Regions from separate parts of the Anas platyrhynchos genome. Here all the other regions are linked to region 2. A link is a contact called in public Hi-C data. All regions are on one chromosome and are shown on one strand. The core of a region is the stretch at or near the end of the contact, and the rest is flanking DNA. Distances in the headings are between cores, read along the strand shown.

Region 1 (2,700 bases), core at 161-2,660, 430 kb after region 2:
TGCAATCCTCAAACTTAGTTTTAACCAAATTTGAATATCTGCAACTGAAGCTTTCAAGTTATAATCACGCCATTGACCTTCCTTCCCCTCTCCCTTTTCTTTTCAGCCACTGAAGACTATTGAAAGTATCAGAGCTGCAAGTCAAGAACAACTCCCTTGTAACTATGGATCTGACATGGATATAGTGAGAGCAGATTGCCTGCAAGGAAGCAAGAATAAACCAGCTATTTAGAGAGATTATGTAATGTAGCACAGAGCTGTAAAATGAGATTTAAAGAGACAGAACTCTCCATTTCAGCCCTGTAAGTGCCCACAGAAGTTGGGCAATCCTGTGGCAATTTGAAGAGGCTCAGACAACAAAGGAAAGTCTTGTCACAGGGTCCCCTCTCTGAGCTAACTCTCCTTTCATTACTCTTCTTTCTCACAGAAAGACGACTGCGTGGTTATTTGGTCAAACCTTTTAAAAACAAAGCTGAAACACCTCTTCGTATCATCTCACAGATGTGTAGGCTTTTACAAGAAGGAGCTCTACGTGAGCAGAGATGAGCCATTCCGTGGGCCCGACGTTGCAGAACTCATGGAGCTTAGCATGCTCAATTAGCGCAGTGCAGCACATTGAAAATCAAACTGGTAATGAACAAACACAACAGTATTAGGTCTTTCTTGCATACATATTTTAAACGAGTGTAAACAAGACTCCAGTTTTTATAACTGCAGCCAATTCCTAACCAAACACCCACAAACATCAGCTGGTTCAGTAAAGAAAGGCAGAGAATATGAACTGCCACGCACCACCACGTTATAAATAGCGAGGAAACATACAGCAAAGGCATGTGTGATAAGGGAGACTAGTGGCGTGTATCCGATATTCTTACACAAGCCTGGAAACTGTAAAACCTTCAGGGCTTGCCCGTGACTTTCTTGAGAGCATACATGTAAATACCAATGCACAAAATAATGATTTTGCAGAAGAGTTTCAAGCAGTTGTTGTTGGGAGACTTTACTTTGGCATTTCTTCAGTTCAGAATGGAGGAAAAGAAAAAGAAACACACGTTACTACTTTAGATATTCTAATGAAAAACTGTTTTCCATCTAATTCTAAACATCCCTTAATTATAACCCTCAAAAGATGGCAGCATCGCAGAGTTAGCCAACCCCAGCTGCTTTACTAGGGATTAAATAAGAGACAGTGAGGCCAAATCACCTCCCTTTCACCTCCCCTGAAAAGACAGACATTACAGGCACGAAGAATTTGGCCCAAACTACATGGGGGAGGGAAGTGCAAGCAGGGGGAGGTTGTTGGTTTTTAAAAAACAAGTTCCTGCTCCGTTGCTGGACTTCTCCCCGGATCATGTCAAGCTTGCAGGTTGCTGGCAAGCAGACCAGGCACGCTGCGAGACCTGCCAGCACGCTCAGACCACACACACGCGCTCCCAGCTGCTCTCATCCACCAGGGACAACCTCCAGAGCAAGCTGGGCTCCCCTGCCCATCGCTGCTTTCCACAGAGCCCGGTTCTTCCCTTGGGCAGCAGCCTACACAGAGCACCATACAGAAGGACACAGCACGATCGTATGCTGAAGGCAGCACACAGCCTGGACCTGAGTAAGGAGCAGACCTCCTGGAAGCACGTTTACAAGTCATACTGCACCAGAATCCCCATGGCAGCTCATTTCAGCAGTCCATGTGCAACTCAGGTAACTCTGGAAATGTAAACATGGGAGTATGAGCAAATAATTAGCTTCGTGTTTTCTTCCCAAACGCACAGAGCAGTGCTCCAGGGACAACTGCCCATTTTTCTTGCAGTCAGCTATCAGAGCACTTCAGTTTCATTCAGTGAATAACCTCACATTTTTTCTTTCAAAAATATACAGTAAATTCATTTACCTTGCTATGCTGTAAAGAATAAATACAACGGATATTAACACAATTACAAAAAAAAGCAATCATGAACACAATGGCAGGGTGAGATTTTATAAGTTCACTGCCATAGCTCAATTTGCAATTGAGAACTACACAAAGCTAAAAACGTGATTAAATGCAGCAGACAACTAGCTCATTACAGAGCAGCAGAAAGAAGGGCCTTTCAGACACCAATTGCTCTACCTGAAATAGCAGCCGCTGTTGTCAAGCCTGGGACTGAGCAAGAACACTGCTTTGCTCATTGAAACGAACTTTCTCAGAGACGGATTGGCACCGTGACAAATACAGGTTGGCTGAGGAGATCAAAGACCAAATGCCCCCCCCCCCCCTTTTTTTTTTTAAATAAATATAAAGGATCGCCACAAAAGAAGAAAAACTGTAAAAAGCCTCAGACAGGTATAACTAAAAAGACAAAATATTTTCCTATTTCAAAACTGTTTGGGAGACCATTTCGTTTCAAACAACTGTAATTTCTTTTCTATGATGCTGTTAGACTTCAGCCAAGTAAAGATCATTGTATATGATTAGGGAGTCCTGACAAGTCCAGTACACACAAAAGCTGTTGGGATGAAAGATGCTCAGACCTTCCCCAGCAAACAGTCAGGAAAGAAGCCACGTCTATATTCCAGAACAATCCTAGGCTGTGTTTAATTTCAGTTACCAAAACGTGGTTTTGAACAACAAAAAAAAAAAAAAAAAGAAAAAGATTGCACTTTCTCCCCTCAGTTTATTTTTTCTACAATTATACTTAAGTAACTGAGCAGTCCCTATTCACAACA
Region 2 (2,700 bases), core at 11-2,510:
ACGTCAAAGTGGCCAGAAAACAGAAAAGCAGCTGTGCATGTTTTTCTCTCTCCTCTCACTCCGGGACTAAACCTATAAAATAATAATGTGTCTTTCTAGTATTATCATTTGTCTTTGATTTTCTGTAGAGAATTGCATAACAGCAACAGTCCTATTAGCATTCAGCACTCCATTTTTTGCTTTGTGCTTTCTCCCTTATTCCTTTGGCTTAATAAAGAAATGAATTTTGCATTTGCTAGTTGCCTGACAGCCCAGGAGGCTGGGCTGTCCCCTGTTTAGCTGTTAAATAGGAAAACATGGGACTCACCTATGTGGTAGTCCCTTCACAGTATGCCAGCTCTGTCCATACAGTAGGAAGCAGGGAAATTCAGATCACATGAAACTGGTGATGCTGATGGGAACTTAAATGAGGAACAGGGACTGAAAGCTGCCACTGCCAGGGGCAATTAGTACTGGATGGCCACATTTATAAGCCCTCGGGTATGAATAGGTTGAAAGGTGCTGTGTGCAAGGTCTGCTTTTGATCATGGGTAGCGTGGATACAGCACATGGCAATGGGGTTTGCAATGCCTGGCTGCTTCAGAGGGCTAAAGGCTGGGAAATATTTGCAAAGAGCTGCTGCCTTTAAACATTGCCTAAGATGCCTCAGTCAGCATGGAGGGGTGCAACATTTCCCCCACAAGGAATCAGCATCAAATTTGAGGCCAGAGCAGTGGGGCTGGCTCTCCAGAGCAGCAACCAAACCCAGCAGCAGCTTCTCTTAATCTGGTTGCACAGCTGCAGAGCATCACAGCTGGGTCAGAAACACTGCTCCGAGAGTGTGAAGGACTTGCCCCTCTCCCTCCCCCTTCGGGTAACGCTGTGGAATAAAATATTTTTTATTTCTAGTGCCAAGAGAGGAAAAGCAAATTTTCCAGGGAATGAAGGTTATTGAAATTTCTGGCACAGCCACTAGATGCCCCTGTTTTCTGATGAGCGCTGCAGAGCGGGGCATGCGCCGGGTGCTGCAGGCAGGGCCTGGAGTTGGAGCTCAAACTATGCAGAAATCCTGATTGTTTCAGCCTTTTCCTCCCTAATGACCTTCTAATTAGCTGGGACTTTGCTAGCAATTAGGAGAGATGGCGATGCACAGCAAATGGGAATGGTCTCATGCACCTGCCTTTTCTGCTCCTGTTTCGTGGTGGCTCTGGAGGAGGGGACATAAAGCTTGGTCACCGATGGGCTTGGACCTGCACACCCCATCACTGTGACCACACAGCCTGTGTGGGTGGATCTGTCCCTACCAGAAAAGTCACTCTACAGCAAAGCCATTAACCCAAGCGGAAACATTTCCCTAATTAATCCCAAAGTGTTTCCTCGAACATTGTGTGCAGGTCCCAAAAGGAAGCTGACGCCATTCAAGTGGGAATTTGGCACTTGGTCAGCTTTTGTGGCTCTCAAATTGCTGTGCCTCCAAAAGATAAATACTTGGGTGCCATTCTTCCAGCCCAAGGCAAGGCAGGCAGCAATGGTCAGCACTTGGTAGGGAACATATTCAGCATTTGCTCTGTCTGGAGTGGTGCCTCCCCAAAATGCAATGAGCAAGGATTTATCTGAGGGTCTCTTAATTGAGGGAGAGCAAATGTTGCTGTTCTGGTAGAGTCAGTTCCCCAGTAAGGTTCGAGGGGCTTGCACCAGCTTGTTTCCTCTTACCAAAGTCCACAGCAGGCCTTCAAGTAAATATTACAGTCAGTTACCCAGCTCAGAAATCCTGTAAGATACAGAGCGGTGATTTATTGATTCAAGTGCAAAAAGGCCTTGTTTGTGTCTGGGCACTCAGTCTCACAAGGGAAATGATAGAGCTTGAGCTTTTTCCTTAATGAGCTGAGTAAAGTGCTGGGAAACCTTCAGAAGAGAACAAAAGTGGGCTCTCAGGATGACAACACCTATAAAGGTCTTTTGCTGCCTAATTCTTCCTGTTTTCAGGAGCATGGTGCCTAATTAGCACTTGTGAGCGTGATGGGAGCTCAGGGGGCTGAGTCATCTGGCAAGGCGCACTTTTTTTGGTTGACACTGCAGGAGGAGTAAAGAACAGCTCTGAAAAGGAGGCACAAAATATTCCCAGCTACCTAGTATCACACACACCAAAAAATAAACAATCAAAACAAAACAAAAAACCATATTAGGATCCAAAATACCTTTGCAGATGTCTAGAAACCAGTAGTTGGTTTATACATCACACACTGCAATTAAACAAAACAAAACAAAACAACAACAAAAAAACTCTTCTTCCTTCCAGAAGCTCCAGGTCAGGTTGCAACCCTCGTGGCACCACTCCTTCCAGCATCCTGCTGCACACAGCTGTGTTTGGTGCAGCCTAATCTACAGGTTTTTGGATGTGAGACATGAAAGTTGGGTAGCTGTCCTTAAAATCACGATGGTGCCAGCACAACAGCGTTTCAGGCAGGCTTACATGGATGTGTTACTGACACTGTGCAGGCCAAGCCATTTCTCTGCAAGCCACACATCGCCTGCCATTTTTTCCTAAATTAAAAAAAGACTCAGAATGACAATAGAAAATGAAGCCTGGATTAACTGATATCTCTCTTCTCTCAGTGATTTGCTTGTGTTTTCCCTTGGGCCTGTGCTGCTCTGTAGGATTATGGTGTTCCAGAGTCATTGGCATCGATAACATGATGAAGAAATATGGAGGCTCCCCCC
Region 3 (2,700 bases), core at 83-2,582, 370 kb after region 2:
GCTACCAATACCTAAATCAAACACGGGGCCAAAGTTAACAGGACCATCTCCTGCACGGACTGACAAATAAAAATGAATAAACGCTTTTTAAGATGCTGCTAAACCCAAGGAGGGCGAACGAACCCTTTTGGGGTTCGACCCCAGCGGCAGCAGCCCAGCACCGCGCTGTGCCCCCAGGAGGAGCCCCCCGTCCCCAGGGGTCTGCTCCTTGCCCAGGGACTGCTGCTTCGCCTGGGGCACAGCTGGCTTTCTACGATGGGGGCTGTGATGCAAACGGGTTTATTTATTTTATTTTATTTTGTTTTGTTTTGTTTTGTTTTTAAGGGGAGGCGCTGCTCCCTATCCCAGCTCCAACTTGGATGCACAGAAGTAGCAGGGAGAGTGAAAACCCCCAGTGAAGGATTTAAGACAGCCTCCCCCAGCAGTAATGGGGCTGCAGGGCAGGGGGGAGAGAGGAGGGGGCACTGTGAGGGCCTAGGGGTGATGAAATAATCGATGTGGGAAAAATAATGGGGGAAAGAAATAAAGGGGAAAGAAATAACAGGGAAAGAAATAAAGGGGGGGGGGAGTAGGAGGGGAATAAAGAAGGGAAAATAAAGAGGGGGAATAAAGGGGGAAAAACAGGGAGAAAAATAAAGGGGGAAATAAAGGATGGGGATAAAGGGGGGGGAATAAAAGGGTGAAATATAAAGGGGAAATAAAGGGAGAAAAAGAAGGGGGAAAAAAAGGGGGAAAGTAAAGAAGGGGGAGTTAAGGGGGGAAAGTAAAGGGGGCAAAAAGGGGGAGAAAGGATAAAGGGGAAAAAGTGGAGGGGAAAAAGTTAAATGGGGAAAAACTAAAGGGGGCGAAATTAAAATAAAAATTAAAGTGGGAAACCGGGGTGTGGGGGCAGCACCCGTCAGATAGGGTCTGGGAGGAGGCCCTGGGCTCCCCCCCAGTTATCCCATATCCCATATCCCATCCCATCCCATATCCCATATCCCATCCCATATCCCATCCCATCCCATCCCATCCCCATCCCCTCCCCTCCCGCCCCCCCCTCCCCAGCGCGGGGCAGCGGCGCCCCCGCCCGGTGCTGCCGGGAAGGGCGGCGGGAAGGGGCGGGGGCGGTTCGGCCGCGCTCGGCTCCGCTCGGCTCCGTTCGGCTCCGCTCGGCTCCGCTCGGCGCTGCGCACGGCCCCGGCCGCTCTGCGCCCCCAGGCGGGCGTCGGAGATTGAGGAGGGGCGGGAGGAGGAGGAGAAGGAGGAGGAGGAGGGGGGGGGGCGGCTCCCCCCGCCTCTCCTGATTGGCTGATTGGCGGTGACGCGCGGCGCGGCGCTGCCTCTTAGGGCGGGAGGCGGAGGCAGGGCCCGGCAGAGCCGAGCGGAGCCGAAGGGAGCCGAGCGCGGCCGAGCCGCGTCCCGACAGCGCCGTGAGGGGAGCGCCCAGGGGGCAGCGACGCCCCCGCGGCTGGGGCCAGGAGGAGGAGGAGGAAACTTGGTGCGGGGCAGCCCGGAGCCAGCCCCCGGAGCCAGCCCCAGCGCCGCGGATGTGCCCCACGAGCAGCAGCCGCCGCCGGGCGGGGAAGGACGGAGCCGGGCGCTGGGGAGCCGGCGGGGGGCTGTAGCGGCTGGAGGACCCGGGGACTGAGGCTCGCCCCTCAACGCTGCGCCTGCTCTGCTGGATCTGTGGCTTTTTTGGTGGTGTGTGCTTGGGTTTTTTTCCCTATTTTTACTATTTTTTTTTATATATATTTTTTTTTATTTTTTTTTTTCCTCGGGGGAAGGAGCTGCCGGCCAGCCCCGCTCGCTGCAGTCGTGGCGGTGCCGAGGCTGGGCAGCCCCCCTTGGAGCCAAGGAGGAAAAAAAGGAAAAAAATAAAAATTAAAAAAGAGAAAGAGGCCGCCCCGCACCTAGAAGCGAACCGCGGGACCTGCGTTGGGATCTGTTAGTTCTCTTGCTCATGCCACTGCCCCATGGGTGCCTCAATGGCAGGATCATGAAGTGTTTGACTTTTTTTCTTCTGCTTCCAGAGACCTTAAAGAAGTCCAAAAAGAGCGCGAGGCCAAACGGCAAGGTGCCAGGATGCTATGAGATAGTGCCCCTGGCCCTGAAGAGGAAGATGGCTGCAGAACTTTACCCTGCCAGCGCCAACACCAACATCGCCAACAGCAACGCCGCCGCCACCGCTGCCAACAGCAAGAAGAACGCGCTGCAGCTCCAGCAGAGCGCCCAGCCGCCCCCGCCGCCACAGCTCCAGAACCTCAACAACAACAACTTGGAGAGCGCCAACTGGCAGTCCTTCCACCCCACGCTGCGCGAGAGGTAAGGGACGAGCGACAAGGGACGAGCGACCCCGCCACCGGGCTGGCTGGGGGTTTCGGGGGGGGAGATGGGGGCACTGAGCGGCCTCTCCACACCTCCCTCCCTTCCCCTCGCTTGCAGGAACGCGCTGATGTTCAATAACGAACTCATGGCTGACGTCCACTTCATCGTGGGCCCGCCAGGGGCATCCAAGAAAGTTCCTGCCCATAAGGTTTGTGCAGAGCATTATTTTTGTTTTTTCCCCCCCCCCCCTGCTTTTTGTGATAGTGCTGAGCATCCCCCCTTCTTACCCCAACTCCCAAACAACTCAATTCAATTTTTTTCTCTTAATTATCCCTCCTGCCTAATCCCAGAAGTAATTGGCATATATGGCAGTTAAAGGGAACTGTCTAAGGC

The links. A called contact is a pair of places that touch in the nucleus more often than the background predicts.
Region 1: a contact with region 2 is called in a Hi-C map of subcutaneous adipose tissue, with 2.8 times the contacts expected there. The contact joins two enhancer-like sites. A contact is called at or near these places in 2 of 8 Hi-C or Micro-C datasets (skeletal muscle and subcutaneous adipose tissue).
Region 3: a contact with region 2 is called in a Hi-C map of subcutaneous adipose tissue, with 2.4 times the contacts expected there. The contact joins the promoter of BTBD6 here to the enhancer-like site in region 2. A contact is called at or near these places in 2 of 8 Hi-C or Micro-C datasets (F1 follicle and subcutaneous adipose tissue).

Annotation. Positions count from the first base shown.
Region 1 is chr5:7,965,666-7,968,365 of IASCAAS_PekinDuck_T2T, reverse strand. The region is part of intron 3 of BRF1 (BRF1 general transcription factor IIIB subunit); the gene reads right to left. Among named protein-coding and RNA genes, the nearest start is that of BRF1, 21 kb to the right of the region's middle. Within about 2 kb of position 1,410, at least 1 of the 8 cell types and tissues checked has an H3K27ac peak or open chromatin away from gene starts, as enhancers often do. A contact at or near this core is called in subcutaneous adipose tissue, where this site is marked.
Region 2 is chr5:8,398,276-8,400,975 of IASCAAS_PekinDuck_T2T, reverse strand. No RefSeq gene overlaps it. Among named protein-coding and RNA genes, the nearest start is that of NUDT14, 140 kb to the left of the region's middle. Within about 2 kb of position 1,260, at least 1 of the 8 cell types and tissues checked has an H3K27ac peak or open chromatin away from gene starts, as enhancers often do. A contact at or near this core is called in subcutaneous adipose tissue, where this site is marked.
Region 3 is chr5:8,030,224-8,032,923 of IASCAAS_PekinDuck_T2T, reverse strand. It overlaps BTBD6 (BTB domain containing 6), which reads left to right and starts at 1,332. Exons shown (of 5, transcript XM_027459578.3): 1 at 1,332-1,683; 2 at 2,013-2,304; 3 at 2,425-2,515. The coding sequence starts at 2,102. All of the region lies in intron 6 of BRF1 (BRF1 general transcription factor IIIB subunit), which reads right to left.